3 separate regions of the Mus musculus genome follow, and all the other regions are linked to region 1. The links are chromatin contacts, called in public HiChIP or PLAC-seq and Micro-C maps. All regions are on one chromosome and are shown on one strand. Each heading gives the region's core, a stretch centred on a gene start, on an enhancer-like site or on the middle of the called end of the contact. The rest is flanking DNA. Distances are from core to core; before and after follow the strand shown. Region 1 overlaps Tnfsf11 (tumor necrosis factor (ligand) superfamily, member 11). Region 2 overlaps Enox1 (ecto-NOX disulfide-thiol exchanger 1). Region 3 overlaps Enox1 (ecto-NOX disulfide-thiol exchanger 1).

Region 1 (4,876 bases), core at 1,226-3,725:
CACTCAAAGAGTTACATTTCTATCCCACACATTGAAACATAGTAACGCCTTATGTTTTCAGCCAACCAAGTTTTCCCTTGTAGTATCCTTTAGAATTATATGAAACGCATAGAATAAACATCCCAGAAGCCTGGACAGATCTTAGAGTGTGGAACAGAGCAGAGTCCTCTTCCCTCCCTACCACCCCCCTTGCCTAGATCCCACTATCAAGTTTTGCTCTAGAAAACCCAGTTTTCTACCTGACTTCCCTATCTTAGAAGATCAACAATCTGCCTTCCCAGAACACAGCTACCTGCGAAACACACACACTCGCGCGCACACACACACACACACACACACACACACACACACACACACACACACACACCTATCTTGATTTGTATAAACTATCCAGGACAACAAGAATCTTTAACCTTGTGAGAGCTAATAAGAAATACCATGAATTAATGAACGAATTTATGGTCAAACTGTAACAAGTAGTCTTTTCAAAAAGATGTATTCATTTTTAGATAAGCATAATTTAGGCCAAAACGATAACAGCTTCCTTTAACAGAACAAGGAAAGGGAACAAGACAGAAGGAAAAGAGGAAAGTGAATAAAGTGGGCATCCCCCCCCAAAATTGCAGCCAAGTCAAGGATAAATGTTCGGACACAGTGCCACCTAGTGGACATTGTCCCAATTGACAGTCCCAGGTTTTCCAATGGGGAAGTTTCAACACTGAGTGCTCTGTCAAAGTAGATTACATTAATTTTTTTCATCTTTTCTGTCAGAGTACATCTGCAGAGACATGAAAACAACTGATTTGATTTTTTTTCTTAATTTCAACTGTAGTTTAACTCATAGGAAAAAATGCTGGGATTTCACAATCTCTCCTCCAGGGAGCACGGCATACAAAAGATCAATTGTGTAACTGTGGTCTTGACTTTGTGCGACTTTTCTTAAACAGGACATCCAAAAGAGTGTGGTTCCCAGGAGTGTGATAGCGAAAGCATCCAGTCTCCTAGGACCTAGCTCCCTTCAGACCCCTGCATGGCCTTTTAAATGATTTAGGAGGGTTGGTTTTTTGTTGGTTTTTTTTTTCCAAACCCAGGAAATAGCTGCTCATCTTGAGAAGTTGGGCCCACTTATGGGAGGCCACACTGGTAAGAATAAATACCAAACTCTGAGTTGTACTTGAAAGTCCTTGGCTGGCTCTAGGGATTTCAACACTTCCAACCAATTTCTAAACCGCCTTTACAAACTGCCAAATAACTAACTACTAGGAACAAGACCCCGAGTATATAAGATTAAATTGGTTTTATGTTTGTTTGACTGCAATCTGGATACCATCCTTCTAAATAATAAAAATATATGTCCCAGCTGCCTAGGTTCCATGTAAAAGGTCAAGTTATTGGAGTCTGGGTTTATCAGTCTGAAATCCCATTTGGACTGTGATAGGAATCACGTGATCCATTGGTACCTGTCAATCAAATCACGGGAGAAGCAATTTGTACAGCCAGATGCTCCCGACACTAGACACTATCGCAGCAGTCAGTAGCAAGGGTCTCAGGTGGCTGCCTCCCTCTGCAATACCACAGCAGCTGCAGGGACATCTGGCTGGTTGAACAAGGATTTAACACCCCGCTTGCCAGATATAATACAGGGTTCATACACTTGTTAACATATGTAATGCATTCATTTTAACATCTTAATGATACCCTTCATGTAATTCTTCTCCAACCTAGTTACAAGAATAGTGCATTCATCAGCCAGTTAGCACTTGAATGCCACACTCCCGGCTCTTTCTGGAAATGAATAGTCCATTTCCCACTCCTGCTGGGAAGTCCTGTGGACTTCTACTTGGTAAATAGCTCAGAAATCCTATCTCCTCCTCCCGGGCCCAGGCTGCAGCATCAAGATCCCATCACTCCTCAGGAAGACAATTGCCTCTTCCTACCTAATCTCACAGTCTTTGTGCCACAGACAGATGCATGGATGGTGGCAGGAAAAAGCATCTTAAGTACAAGGGGAACTTGTCCCTCCTCTTCTTGAAATCACTTGGTGACTTCAGGAACAAGTACAGTCCTAAGGTTTATAAGGCCCCCTCACGACTGGGCCTCTGTGATATTGCAAGATAGATAGAGGGAGAGACAGACAGACAGACAGACAGACAGAGACAGAGAGACAGAGAGAGACAGAGAGAGAGAGAGAAGGAGGAGGAGGAGGGAGAGAGAGAGACAGAGAGACACAGAGAGACAGAGAGAAGAAGAAGAAAGAGGAGGAGGACGACGAGGACGAGGAGGACGAGGAGGACGAGGACGAGGAGGAAGAGGGAGAGGGAGAGAGAGAGAGAAGGAGGGAGGAAGGGAGGGAGGGAGAGGGGGGATAGGAGCATCTTCTGTTATTCATAAACCTTTTTCAACCAGACCTATTCATGCCAATGAGATAACTCAAGGGATGGGAGCTGGTTGCCAAAGCAACCAAGTACACGATTAGGAGATAGGAATTTTGCAAGGCGTATCCCACTGTCCTTCCACATCTTAAGACTTAGAAACTGTTTTGGTCAAGGGGAAAACTGGAACACTTGCTATCTGAAGTCTTTGGGTGTAGAGAAAGCAATAAGCTGTTAACTGAGCTGACTGCCTGGCTTCATAGCTCTTCCTCCCCTGTGGGCCACCTCCTCCCTCAAGGATGCTGGCAGCACTGTGGGTAGATGCCGGCAGTACTGTGTGGAGCTGCTTCTGATGGTGCCGGGTGCCAGAACCTGGCTTCCCATTCATGGGCACCATTGATACCTGCTGCTCCTTTTGCTAAACCTGAGAATCTTGAGGAGAAAAGACCAAATCCACGATTGTCCAATTAAAGCAAGCAAGCTGTAGTTTGGGATGCACCACGAACTCGTCAGCCAGATGACTCACCCTAAGTCTCAGGATTCAAGAGAGCAGCCCCTGCTGGCCTCATGAAATTCCTTTTTTTTTTTTTTTAAGAAGAGGTAAGGTGTTCACAGGGGTGAGAGTTGGCTATTATATACATTGTTAGAAAGAATGATAGGGATGGAACGAGGGTACAGTGTACATCACGTACACGGGGTTGCAGTTTACATCAGATTTAAGAAATGGGTGCTTGGTTCCAGATCCTGGGTCAAGGGACTGAGATGCTTATCTTACACACCAAAGCAGACCTGGCCTCCAGGTTCTCCCAGCATCCCTCAGTCCCTAGCTGGCATACTCTGCCCCCAACCGTGAACTTTCCAGCCCAGGGGCTGGGCTGCCCTTCCCTTAGGGGCTCTTCTCTATATAATCCACACATTTTGTTCTCCTCCCTCTCTTCTCTCTCTCTCTCTCTCTCTCTCTCTCTCTCTCTCTCTCTCTCTCTCTCTCTCCCCTTCTCTCTGTTCATGCACACTTTCTCTCTTTAGTTCCCCCCTCTCCTCTCTCTCTTCCAATGGCGACTTCCCTGGCCTCCTTCCCAGGGGCCAGAGAACTCGCCCAAGAGTAGCTTCCCAACAAACCTTTCTTTAATATAATCTAATCTGGCTGGAATTGGCTCATTTGACCAGCGGAGAAATAACTTATCAACAGAAACCTATTCTTAATTACAAATAGAAACCTTAATTTGCAAGGGCTTAACATAGGACAAACAGGAACTTATTTTTAACTGCCTTAAATGCAAAAAGAACCCTTAACATGCAAGGAATATTGTTTCTGTTTTGGTTCCCCATTGACTTGCAAGGTGTATCGTTCCTGGTTTGGTCTTGTACCTAGCCAGAATGCCCTAGTGGTACCTTCAGTGAGTCATCTTTAGGCACAAAGCTTTTTCACCTCCAAGAACTGGAAGAGCAACTACCGTGTCGCTGTACAACCCCTGCCAGAGCAGGACTTAGAATCCTTATCTCGGCTCTCCCTGACCCTAAAGCTCATACCCAGAGAGAGATGGTTATTTGTCCTTAGTTAAGATGGTGCAGGTCCTTAGGTGGAGTCCTTGAGTCCCCAAAGCTAAGACTGTAGAGCCCTCTTCTGTCACCAGAGATGCCCCTCACCTTAGCCCCGGGAGAGCTCTCAGAATGAACACAACTCCTCACCATCCCCATGAGGGAGGGATGAAGTCCAGCAGCTCAGGAAAAGAAGGAGAGGGCAAAGGCAGAAGGGGTTTCTAACCCACTGAACCTGAGGGTCGGACCTCCTCCTGCTCTCTGAGCCAATGCCATGGACGTCTTTGAAAGCTCCTGGTGAAGAACTTGGCCGTGACGGCCACATGGGTACCATTTCTTCCAGGAGTGAGCAGAAGAGACGTTCTACAACTGCTGATGTACTTTCTACACCGAGAGCCCGCCCGAGGAGCTATGCGTCCTTGTTTTCATAAAGAAGAGTGATGCTTTTCCTGGAAGGGCAATGGGTACTCTGGGAATAGAAAATTAGTTTTTATTGTTTAACCTTCATGGTTTAAATGAGGAAGCTTCTGCAGTGGTTAAAGGTCTCCTTGGGCTTTGATTTAGCAAATGCCTTATGACAGCGGTATTAGTCTTCGTAAAAGCCCAACTTTAAAGTGTCTTCTATTATGCTACGCATTTTTAAAGGGGAGGGGGGGTATGCAGGGGCTCAACGGAGGAGTGTGGCGTGCCTTTGCTTTGCTGTGTCCACAGCAACAAGAATGCCAGCCATACACTAACTAGCAGAGCTTTCTACATCACCAAACACCGCCTCCTCACAAAAGGATGGCTTTCACAGTCTCCCAGCCCTGTTCGTGATACTCTATGAGTAGGAGTCCCAGGGCAGCCAAGATGTCAGACCAGCCGCTGCAGACACTGAGGAGGACAATGGAAAGAGGCCACCAGAGAAAAGCCCCTAACAGGCTCACGGCTACAGAGAGAAAGCTGCCCTCTGGAAACAGACTATA
Region 2 (4,876 bases), core at 1,279-3,778, 770 kb before region 1:
CTACCTGGGAGTGCTTCACAGGACTTGAGGTCTTCATGCCGCAGGGAGGAGTCACCTAAGGGGTAGGAGTGCCTACCAGGGAGTGTTGCACAGGAAAGGAGCCCTCATGCTGTCCGTGTGGAACTGTAATGTAAATAGGTCTGTCCTAGTTTATTTTCCAAAGCCAGCTAGATGGAGAGTGGGAGAACAGGAGGCTTTGTGGATGCCTTCTGGTCATGAGACTATCCCTTCCTCTCTTCTGCTTTGTGGCATCTCCTTTCTTAATATCAACAGTCTTTCTTTAGCTGTTGCTAGTTTAAGTCACTGTGACTCTTTCACACCAAGTTCCTTAGCATGCCCTCTGTCGTATCTGGAAAACGTATTGTACTCCCTCTTAGCTATGTGGAGAGCCACAGACAAAGGAGTGCCACATCCTCACCGGGGATCACCTTGGAAGCAAGAGAGACTTCTTCTCTATACCTTGAGTAGCTGTTAGCACCCTCCAATGCTCTGTGTTCGTTCCTTGCTCTTTCCTCTTTACACATGCCTAGCTCCCCATCCTTGCAAGCTCCTGCCACTCTGAGAGTTTCACTCTCTGGCTCATGGCAGGAATAACGTGAATGCCTTTCCTCACCGCCTTCTTCATTATCTACTCCCCTTCCCTGTGGTTTTCATTCATTTTCATTCTTCTCTGCTTTCTCAGACTATACTTTTTTTTTTTAAAATAATTCCCTTCTTGGGTTGTTTAATCCTCCAAGGGACACCTTTTATCCTCTTTAATGTGCCCAGATATGAAGAGGCATTTGTTAAATCCTTTCATCTCCTCGAGCATCGCCCCTTTAACTGGGATTTACTGAGCCAGATGTTGCGCTGAATGCTGGGATTACAAGATGTAGTCCTCACCGCCACGTGGCAGAGTCGAAGGAGAAACGGGAATAAGGAAATAAGCAAAGACAAATAAACAGGGTAAGGGGAGATGTTTCTAATAGTTATGGATGCCATTGGGGTGACACCGCAGAGTGGCAAGTGCAGCCGTGGTGACATACAGAGATAGCCACTGCACTTAAAAATTGTGGAAAGTTGGCAACAGGTGGTCAGATACAAGGCTGTAACAGTTGCACAGACAAGAGACAATAATAAAATAACGCAATGATAGTCATGATCCTGGCATTGGAGATGCAGCCATGTGAAGGGCCTCCAGAGGCATTTATTATGATCATTGAAACATTAGGGAGTCCATGTGGAGTATAAGGAGCGTGAAGAATAACCACGGGTCCTAGGAGTCCAGCCTTGGAAATCGATCAGATGGTGCAGAAGTCGAGAAGAAACGAAGGGGAAGGGCCAATCGCGGTTTCCTCTTTGCCATGACAAGTTTAGGTACCTCTTTGGAAGGGCATACAGACAGCATAACGTCTACTTTATGGACCCTCAGCTCAGGTAGGGTGGAAACAGGGAGAAGTATCTGGCAACCATGACACATGATGGTCTTGCCTACCATGGGGACTTTTCTGCAGTGAAATTGGGGGAATCCCTTTTTCTGCCTATGCAGTTGTCACTCTGACCTCTGACCCCAGCCCCTCCCTCGTGTATCTCTCCTGTGACCTGCTGGATTCTTTGTACTGCTGGGCTCCAAGGCTTGAAAGGAAAGGTGGGGTCTGAGGTAACAAATACCTCCCGGGAACCTTGCCACCCACCGCATCCTCTGCTCACGGGTATTCAGGGCACTCTGCTGATAAACTGCACAAGGCTCTCATTTAATAGGAAAACAATGCTCCCAGCAGCCAACTTCTCCAATTTCTCTTGTGGTGGTGGTGAGATTCTCTGACCCAGGCATGATTCAGGGCAGGTAGGGAGCACGGCGTGCAGTGGAGGGACTCTCTCTCTCTCTCAGAGATGCTGCTTCAAATTCTCTTTTGTTTTCATTTTCTAACTAATTGAAACATCTCTCAGTCTCCAGATTCCGAAACCAGACAGGCCCTTGACTTAGAGTTCAGGGTTTGTGTGCCAGATTTCATGCACTTGTTGTGCCAGTTTCGTTCCACTCTGCACAGTTACTTATCCTCCTCTCGAGGACACTGGGACAGTGTGCTGATATAGTTATTCATACACCACAATGTTACCAGAGGCTCAAAATGATATTGTATTATACAATACAATACAAGCAACCAGAGAAACAGGAATTAGCATGACAGGTGATAAGCGTACATTTCTGAAGTAGGTGGTTTGAAGGAGACTTGTCCTCTACTGCTTCAGGTATTTTAACACTAGGTTACCAGTTGGTGGTCTGTTTGGGGAGGTTTTGAATGATACAGCTTCACTGAATGAAGTGATTTTTTTTTTTTTTTTGAGACAGGGTTTCTCTGTGTAGCCCTGGCTGGCCTGGAACTCACCTTGTAGACCAGTCTGGCCTCGAACTCAGAAATCCACCTGCCTCTGCCTCCTGAGTGCTGGGATTAAAGGCGTGGGCCACCACGCCTTTGAGGGTTGGTTTTGAGGGTTTTATTGCCTCAACCCACCTCCTGTTTGCTCTCTCCACTTCCTGTGTGGACAGAAATAGAACAGGCAGTTTCCTGCTCCTGTCAGTATTCTGTTTCTGCCCCACCACAATGGACTCTAGACCTCCAGAGGAACCATAAGCCAAAACCAGAACAAAAACAAACAAAAAGCACACTTCAGTCTCGGCACTCAAGAGATAGAGTTGGGACTAACTCTTGTAAGTCTGAGGACAGACTTATCTACATAAGGAGTTCTAGGTCACCCATTCCCAGACAAACTAAGAAAAATGACAGAAAGAAAGAGGAGTCTGTCCGCCATGGCCTAGGTGGGGGCAGTTCTTGCCCCTGGAATAGGGACAGCAGACACGAGGAGACTTCCACGTGTCAGTGGCTGTGGGCCTCCACAAGTCAAAGGCTGCCAAGGGCTTAAGGCCTATTTGTATAATAATGTATATATTACACATTCCTCCTTTAAAGGAAGTCCTTCCTATTAACATTAATGACACCATGATAATCACACAGCTGGAGTCCAGGAAGCAAAGGTGTGGCTTAAATGCAAAATGGTAAAAGCTGAGACCTTCACTCAGCCCAGCCAGTAGCAAAGAACTCTAAAATCATGAGTTTGAAAACATATAATTTGTCAAATATGCAAAAAAATATAAAGATGTAGTATGAATTATATGAGGGGCTTCAGGAATATAAAGGAACAAAGGCAGCTGCATTAATGAGCCAGCTTTTCAGAAAGATTCAAAGACAGGCTTATACAAATGCAGGCAGATTCCTGAATTCAAGGTCAGCCTGGGACATACTGAATCCAGGACCAAGGTGTGGTAGAAATGGTAATTTTAGGACTGGGTCCCACCCAGCTTAACAGAGGCAGGCAGATCTCCTAATTCTTTTGCAAGGTTTAGAGAAAATGTGTGTTTGCTATAGCCTAAAAATTAAGGAGCTTGGGTCTAGGGAGGCTAATTCATAGGATAACCAAAGGGAAACCCGAAGTAAATGACTGCATTAATATGTAAAATTATGTAAAATAAAAGACGGAGTTTTTGCTCCTAGGTTGTGAGCTAGCCAGGGAAAGTTTTTAGCATAGCAAGAGAGAACTGGAGAGACTTGGAGAACTGTTTCAGGCAGACACCTCTAGAGAAAGCAGATCAGAAATAAAACTGAACAGAGAGAACAAGGCCACCAGCTTGGACCCACGATTTGACTTCAAGTTGTTTGTTTTCGTTGCTCCCAGACATCCCTTCTCCCCCTCTCCAAGCTGAGGCTAGACCTTGGCAGTTGGCACCCAGGACAGAGTCTGAGACAAGGGTAGGTAAGTATGTTGGGCAAATTCAATTTGGGACAGATTTCATTCGTGGTGTGAGATAGAGCTGGGAAAAGGGGTGAAGATTTGGTAAATAAAAATGGGTCAAGCAAATTCAAAAAGCAGAGAAATGTATATTAAGGTCTTGAGACAAGTGGTTAGTAAGAAATGTGTCAAGGTTCACACAGGTCTTGCACGATTTCCTTGAGTTCATACAGAAAGTTAGAAGAAAGGTCATTGAGCCTTGATCCATGGCACAAGGTTGGTAAAGACATTCGCTAGTGGGTACAGATCCAAGAGGGTGAAGAGCCTCCTGGGCTTGCTCTTCTCTTGTGGAACATACATGAGCGAGCCTGAAGATCAGGAATGGCTGATTATCTGCCACTGTCTAGCTGGGCTGCAGTGAGGTCAACTTGCTCCGATTTAATTCCTTTGGGGCAAGCTACTTCATCACTGAAGCCGCCATCCTCAGCCACCTCCATGGCGAAGGCTTTATAGGCAAATCTTGCTATCTCTGAAAGCGAAACTTTGAAAGAACTTCCTGATATGGGTAGTGGAAGACAATCTCATATAAGTCTGAGAGAAGCAGACCAAGAGGCCACCCCACGGGGACGATCCTCTGTTGCAAGGTGTCACACATTTTGTCTGCCTCAGTGTGACTTTACAAGTGCTGCAATGGCAGCAGCTCTTCGGGTGCTTTCCCCATTTCAAAAAGGGGGGACGTAAAAATAAAGTTCCAAGCTCTGACCTTTGATTCAGTGGTGGGCAGCCCGGTCACATAAGCCGCCAATGCCCTCTCGGACCAAGTGGCAAAGCACCAGGGCAGAGTGCTGTGAGTGGAGCAGAGGCTGCCACTCCGGCTACATTCTCTGGATGCTGCCAGAAAGGTTTCCTTTGGCAGAAAGAATGTACATCTAAATTTCACAAAAAAATGGTAAGCCACCTCCCACTAAAAGGAATTGTCCTCTCAGGGAGACTTTCAGGGGGGCCCAGCCGCAGACCCCTCAAATAATAAGGGCCAGCATGAATCTTTTTGCTCCTAGGGAGCACAGGACAGGACCTCAGTGCCACCACCTCAGTCAGGTGACTCCTG
Region 3 (4,876 bases), core at 1,112-3,611, 660 kb before region 1:
CACACACACACACACACAGAGTCACCGCCAGTGCTCTGTCTCCTAAGTCTCTGGAGCAATAACGGGAAAAGGAAGGCTACTCTGAGCTCTGAGCATGCGCGAACCCTCAATGGCGGACCTGAGCTGCCATCCTCATCCTCTTCGGCTGCCCTTTGATTTCTCATCTTTTTTCCCCCGCCCCCAGGGCCCGGGAGAGCCCACAAGGCCATCAGTGTATTGATTCAACATCTAATTTCAGGGCTTATTGAAGTGCCTCTCCCTGTCTCCCTGCTCCCAGGGTTTTTCTTTATGAGATATGCCTCTAAATATATCTTAAAAATAAAAGTCTGAGGGAGAACACACGTGGCAATATCAATCTTACTGCAGTTCCCACACTCAGGGCAGGCTGGCGCTGGAGGAGGTCTTGAGAGCAATATGTTTCCCTTCTCCCCAATATTCTGAATCTAATAAGGACCAAATATTGAGTCTTTGTGCCCCCAATAATAAGCTGAATTGTTTAATAAATATAAGAAGTCAATAATGGATCTTGTTGAGTTACTGTAATTATGAGTCGTGAGGTGAAATCTGATCTATTTGGCCTAGTCTTTGCAGGGCAAGACATGAGCTTTCTTTCTTGTCGTAGTGACTTACTGACCAGTTTCTATCTTATCTTCATACCGGATTCTTCTAGTATGGTTTGTGTAATTCTGGAAACCACGCCTTTCCCTGGCCTCAGCTCCTTGCCTCTGTGAATTATCTTACGCATTGTCACAATACAAAGCAGTGACAGATTTAACAACATTTACTGAATCCTTACAGTGTGTCTGGGACCAGGGCTTTTGTCTGGAAGTGCCAGATTAAAGGGGAAATTACTAACGTCGTCTTATAAGACTAATTAAGACTCGGTCCCTGAAGTGAAAGTATTGCTCATAAATTCTAGAAAATCTTTACAGCCTGTTGTCAGTCCTCCCTTCCCTAGGAGAGAATCCACACAGTTGTGCTTTGCTGTGCAGTCACAGTTACTACCAAAAGCCAGCCGAGAAACGGGGAGCAATGAGAGAGTCTGAAAAATGTTTGCTCAACTCAACTTTGTGAACACCAGAGAAACCTTTGTGGGCATTTAAGCTGATACAGGGCGGGCCCTCCTGAGAAGGGAGAGCCTCTCACCCTTGTGCCCACTACAGGGTCCTTTTCTCTCCAGGTGCCCCAGCATTGTTTACAGTGGGCTTATTGGACAGATAAGAAACTACAACTAAGAACTAATTTCTTATCTCTCAGAGGGACATTTTAAATCTTCATCTTGAGCCAAAGATGATGAAAGCAAAGACTATGATTTTCATATACTTCACAATATTTTTATATTTTTCAGATAAGGACCCTGAGATCTCAGGGACATTTCATGATTTGTCCCAAGTCTGATGTCTGAGAATTGGTATCAGGCTTCCAACCCCCTCCCCCAACTCTGTCTGTATAAGTGTACATCTTGTGCGTGCCCTTACTCGCCAGCAAAGCAGACTCCACAACAGGATCCTTCTGCACACGTTTATTGGGAGAGCTTGATTGCAGAGGCGAAGAGACCCCAAGCCCAGAACTGGTGCTGCTTATATAGGCCTAGGAGAGGCATGTCTCACACCCGGATTGGTTATGCATGGGTTATGCTTACCACCTCATTTGCATGTCTCACATCTGATTGGTTAACTTCTTTCTCATCTGATTGGTTAACTTATCTCTCATCTGATTGGTTAACTTGTCTCTCATCTGATTGGTTAATTCTCAAAACCTCTTCTTGGCAAAAAACTTTACTGCCTATGTATGTGTGGTGGCCAGCGCCACCCTGCAACGGCACATGTGGCTTCCCACATGTACACATAGAGGCCGGAGGACAACCTTGGCAGTTGGTCCTCAGGCATCATCCATTTTGGTTTGTTTGCCCCTCACCTCCACCCTCCACTGGCATAAACCTCACCCAGTATGCCGGGCTGGTTGGCTAGCCAGAGAGGTCCAAGGATTTAACCATCTATGTCTCCCCATGTGTAGGGGTCACAGGCATGCAGTGAAATACCTCTCTGTTTGCTTGTTTTAACATAGGTTCTCAGAGATAAAAACTCAGGGCCTCATGTTCACAAGGCAAGCCCTTTCTTTACCTCCTGAGCTTTCGTCCTGCCCCTCCACCTTTCCATCTCTGACCCACTAGTGCCTCTCTCCTTCACAGAGTCCATGTCACCTGCACTCCAGTAGCGACAGGGACGGCAGTATAGGCGGGGTGTACAGAGAATGATGGCATTTCTCTCACATCCACTGCTCCTCAGAAGTACGAGGCAGTCCCCCAGACTACTTCCCCTCTTTTCTGTGGCATTCCGCTTTCCTAACTGTGTATCAGAGGCTCCATATGTAACTCCGCGGGGTTGAATGAATGAGCTGTCCTTTCAGGTCATTAAATCCTGAGCAAACAGGGGAAGGTAAAGGACGAAGCTGACAAAGAACAGCGAGGTTGAAATGAGAGGTAGGGTAAAATTACCACAGATGAAAAATACATCTATAGTTGATTTTTTTTTTAAATTTTTTGAGGGGGGGGAGTGTGAAAGTTGCTAGGTCCTTGGGCTTTTCAAATAGAAATTAACATTTAAATTAGACTCTTTCTTTCAGCCCCTGCCATGTAACATTTAGGCTCCTAAGGAATATTCTAATTGATGCCGGATCATCAGCCCTGTGTTAACAAAGCCCTTTATAGAAGCTCTCCACAGCACTTTCTCTTGTGTTCAATAAGAAGCCGAGTAACAAGAGAGGGCCTCCTCCAAGGAATTCTTTTAACCTCTCAGAAACAAAATATTTCATGCTAATTCCTGCTTAATTGGAAGGAAGTCTTTTTTTTTTCCTTTTTTTTTTTTTTTTTTTTTTTTTTTTTTGTAAAAAGAATACCATTGATTGGGTTTGAAGCCTGTTCCACTTCTGACCTCTTTATTTTAATCAAGGTCACCTAATAAACTTGCCCAAACAGCTCTAGTTCTCAATTAAAAAAAATAAAGTAGCACACTTTAAAAGCATTTAGTGTGTGATTAATTGTGCTGAACTGGGGATTCAGCACTCGCAAGGGCCTTTGTGGGGAGAGTGGAACATTAGTATCTGAAAAATTATACCCATCAGAAACTCAAAAAAAAAAAAAAAAAAAACCCACCTGTCTGGGTGAGGATTCAGGGAAAGTTGTTATCATACCCAATAGGAAAAGAGTTTTAATGCCTGAACTACTCTGTTCAATGGAAGAAAGGCAGCTAAAGTGGCCATGCAGACAGTTTATAAAATGCACCCTGCTCCTCCTGGCCAAGGACTCGGAGAAGATGGAGCTGTCCAAGCCAGGTTTCTTGGGAGCTCACACTCTGGCACTAGAAAGCAGTGTTCTTAGAAGACTGAACTTAGAAACACCCAGCGTTCTAACAGTCCTCCCCCGATCTTCTGCACAGACTCTGCATTCTGTGAGCTTGAGGAGGGCCAGACTCACCTGGAGGCTGTTTGGAAAAGAATATTTGTTGTTCAGGTGACAAAGGCTTTAGAGCAGCTGAGAAAGGAACATGCGAGACCAAGAACTGGTGTCCCCAGTGGAGTGCAGACCAGCATGGAGGCCAGAACAAGTCAGACTCCTTGGTGCAACTTAGCATTGTCTCTGGGATAGCTTATCCCTTCTTCAGCCATGAGATTTCTTTTTTTTTTTTTTTTTTTTTTTTTTTTTTTTTTTTTTTTTTTTTGGTTTTTTGAGACAGGGTTTCTCTGGATAGCCCTGGCTATCCTGGAACCCACTTTGTAGACCAGGCTGGCCTCGAACTCAGAAATCCGCCTGCCTCTGCCTCCCGAGTGCTGGGATTAAAGGCATACGACACCACGCCTGGCATGAGATTTCTTAAGGGCAGCTTACTCTTAGTTTCCGCCGCCTCCTCCTCCTCCTCCTCCTCCTCCTCCTCTTCTTTTTCTTCTAAATAAGATTATGGGGAAAGATTCAATAAAAGGATTTATGGCAAGTTGAAAATACCTTGCACTGTAATAGCAGAAATTATTAACAGGAGGTATAGATGAACAACCTAGGCTGGGCTACACACAGGATCACCTGGGGAACCTGGTACGCATAGCCATGCTCTGAGCTAATGTCCAGTCCTGTTATCAAACCACTACACGGGGGATTCTGAGGTACAAAGGATGGAGAGGGATTTTAACATGAGGGTCAATGGTTCTTTGTGGTAGGTGGGAAGGGAAAGAGCAAGATAAGACAAGGTAACAGGATGAGAGAGAGAGAGAGAGAGAGAGAGAGAGAGAGAGAAAGTAACGCCATAGTCAAAGATCAAAATGTGTGATGTACAGGAAGAGGTTGGTCAAAGGCAAGAGAATGGAGGAAGTGATGTCAGTCTAGTTTGCAAGGACCAGGTAACGAACTGCCCGCATCAGCCGCATTCACAGTCTGCACCAATTGGTGCAGGAAAGGCCACTTGAAATGGGTGGGTACAGAAAGACCTGGTATAGGCCAGGGCCACAGTTCTTACGTTTCCTCTCTTCTAGAACAGCCAAGACTGTCCCCCTGTGTTGCTAATCAGAGAGGAGAACAAGTATGTCACATTTTTATAGGGAGACTCTTGCTGCCTGTGAACAGTCTGGGAAGAGGTTGCCCATGTGAGGGACCTCCTCTCCCGTGGCACTGACCAGGCCAAAGGCCAGGGTTCAACGGCGCTTAGTTCTAGAAGTTCAATCTGACCTCCTCAGAGTGAGAACCAGAAGCCAGTCATGGTGGGAAAGATAGCTACTAAGAAAAGTATTGCAAGATAGGGCGCAGGGATCAGGAGAATGGAGACTTAGCCTGGAGGACTCTTAACATCACTCAGTCGTTGCGTTGCAGGAGAGAAAATGGTAGCATCCA

The links. Hi-C and Micro-C count contacts between places; a contact is called where the count stands out from the background. HiChIP or PLAC-seq counts read pairs in DNA pulled down with a chosen protein or histone mark.
Region 2: a contact with region 1 is called in a Micro-C map of embryonic stem cells, with 2.3 times the contacts expected there. The contact joins two enhancer-like sites. A contact is called at or near these places in 1 of 484 Hi-C or Micro-C datasets (embryonic stem cells), 2 of 115 datasets of contacts at active chromatin or transcription factors (both in embryonic stem cells) and 1 of 9 other capture datasets (embryonic trunk).
Region 3: an H3K27ac HiChIP or PLAC-seq map of embryonic stem cells shows a contact between it and region 1, with 2.2 times the contacts expected there. The contact joins two enhancer-like sites. A contact is called at or near these places in 4 of 484 Hi-C or Micro-C datasets (the N1E-115 cell line, cortical neurons, myocytes and 1 more), 2 of 115 datasets of contacts at active chromatin or transcription factors (differentiating embryonic stem cells and embryonic stem cells) and 2 of 9 other capture datasets (embryonic stem cells and embryonic tail).

What each region holds. Positions count from the first base shown.
Region 1 is chr14:78,287,431-78,292,306 of GRCm38.p6, forward strand. The region is part of intron 2 of Tnfsf11 (tumor necrosis factor (ligand) superfamily, member 11); the gene reads right to left. Among named protein-coding and RNA genes, the nearest start is that of Tnfsf11, 18 kb to the right of the region's middle. Within about 2 kb of position 2,476, at least 27 of the 459 cell types and tissues checked have an H3K27ac peak or open chromatin away from gene starts, as enhancers often do. A contact at or near this core is called in embryonic stem cells, where this site is marked.
Region 2 is chr14:77,516,598-77,521,473 of GRCm38.p6, forward strand. All of the region lies in intron 7 of Enox1 (ecto-NOX disulfide-thiol exchanger 1), which reads left to right. Among named protein-coding and RNA genes, the nearest start is that of Gm6994, 12 kb to the left of the region's middle. Within about 2 kb of position 2,529, at least 45 of the 459 cell types and tissues checked have an H3K27ac peak or open chromatin away from gene starts, as enhancers often do. A contact at or near this core is called in embryonic stem cells, where this site is marked.
Region 3 is chr14:77,624,575-77,629,450 of GRCm38.p6, forward strand. The region is part of intron 13 of Enox1 (ecto-NOX disulfide-thiol exchanger 1); the gene reads left to right. Among named protein-coding and RNA genes, the nearest start is that of Gm52115, 30 kb to the left of the region's middle. Within about 2 kb of position 2,362, at least 19 of the 459 cell types and tissues checked have an H3K27ac peak or open chromatin away from gene starts, as enhancers often do. A contact at or near this core is called in embryonic stem cells, where this site is marked.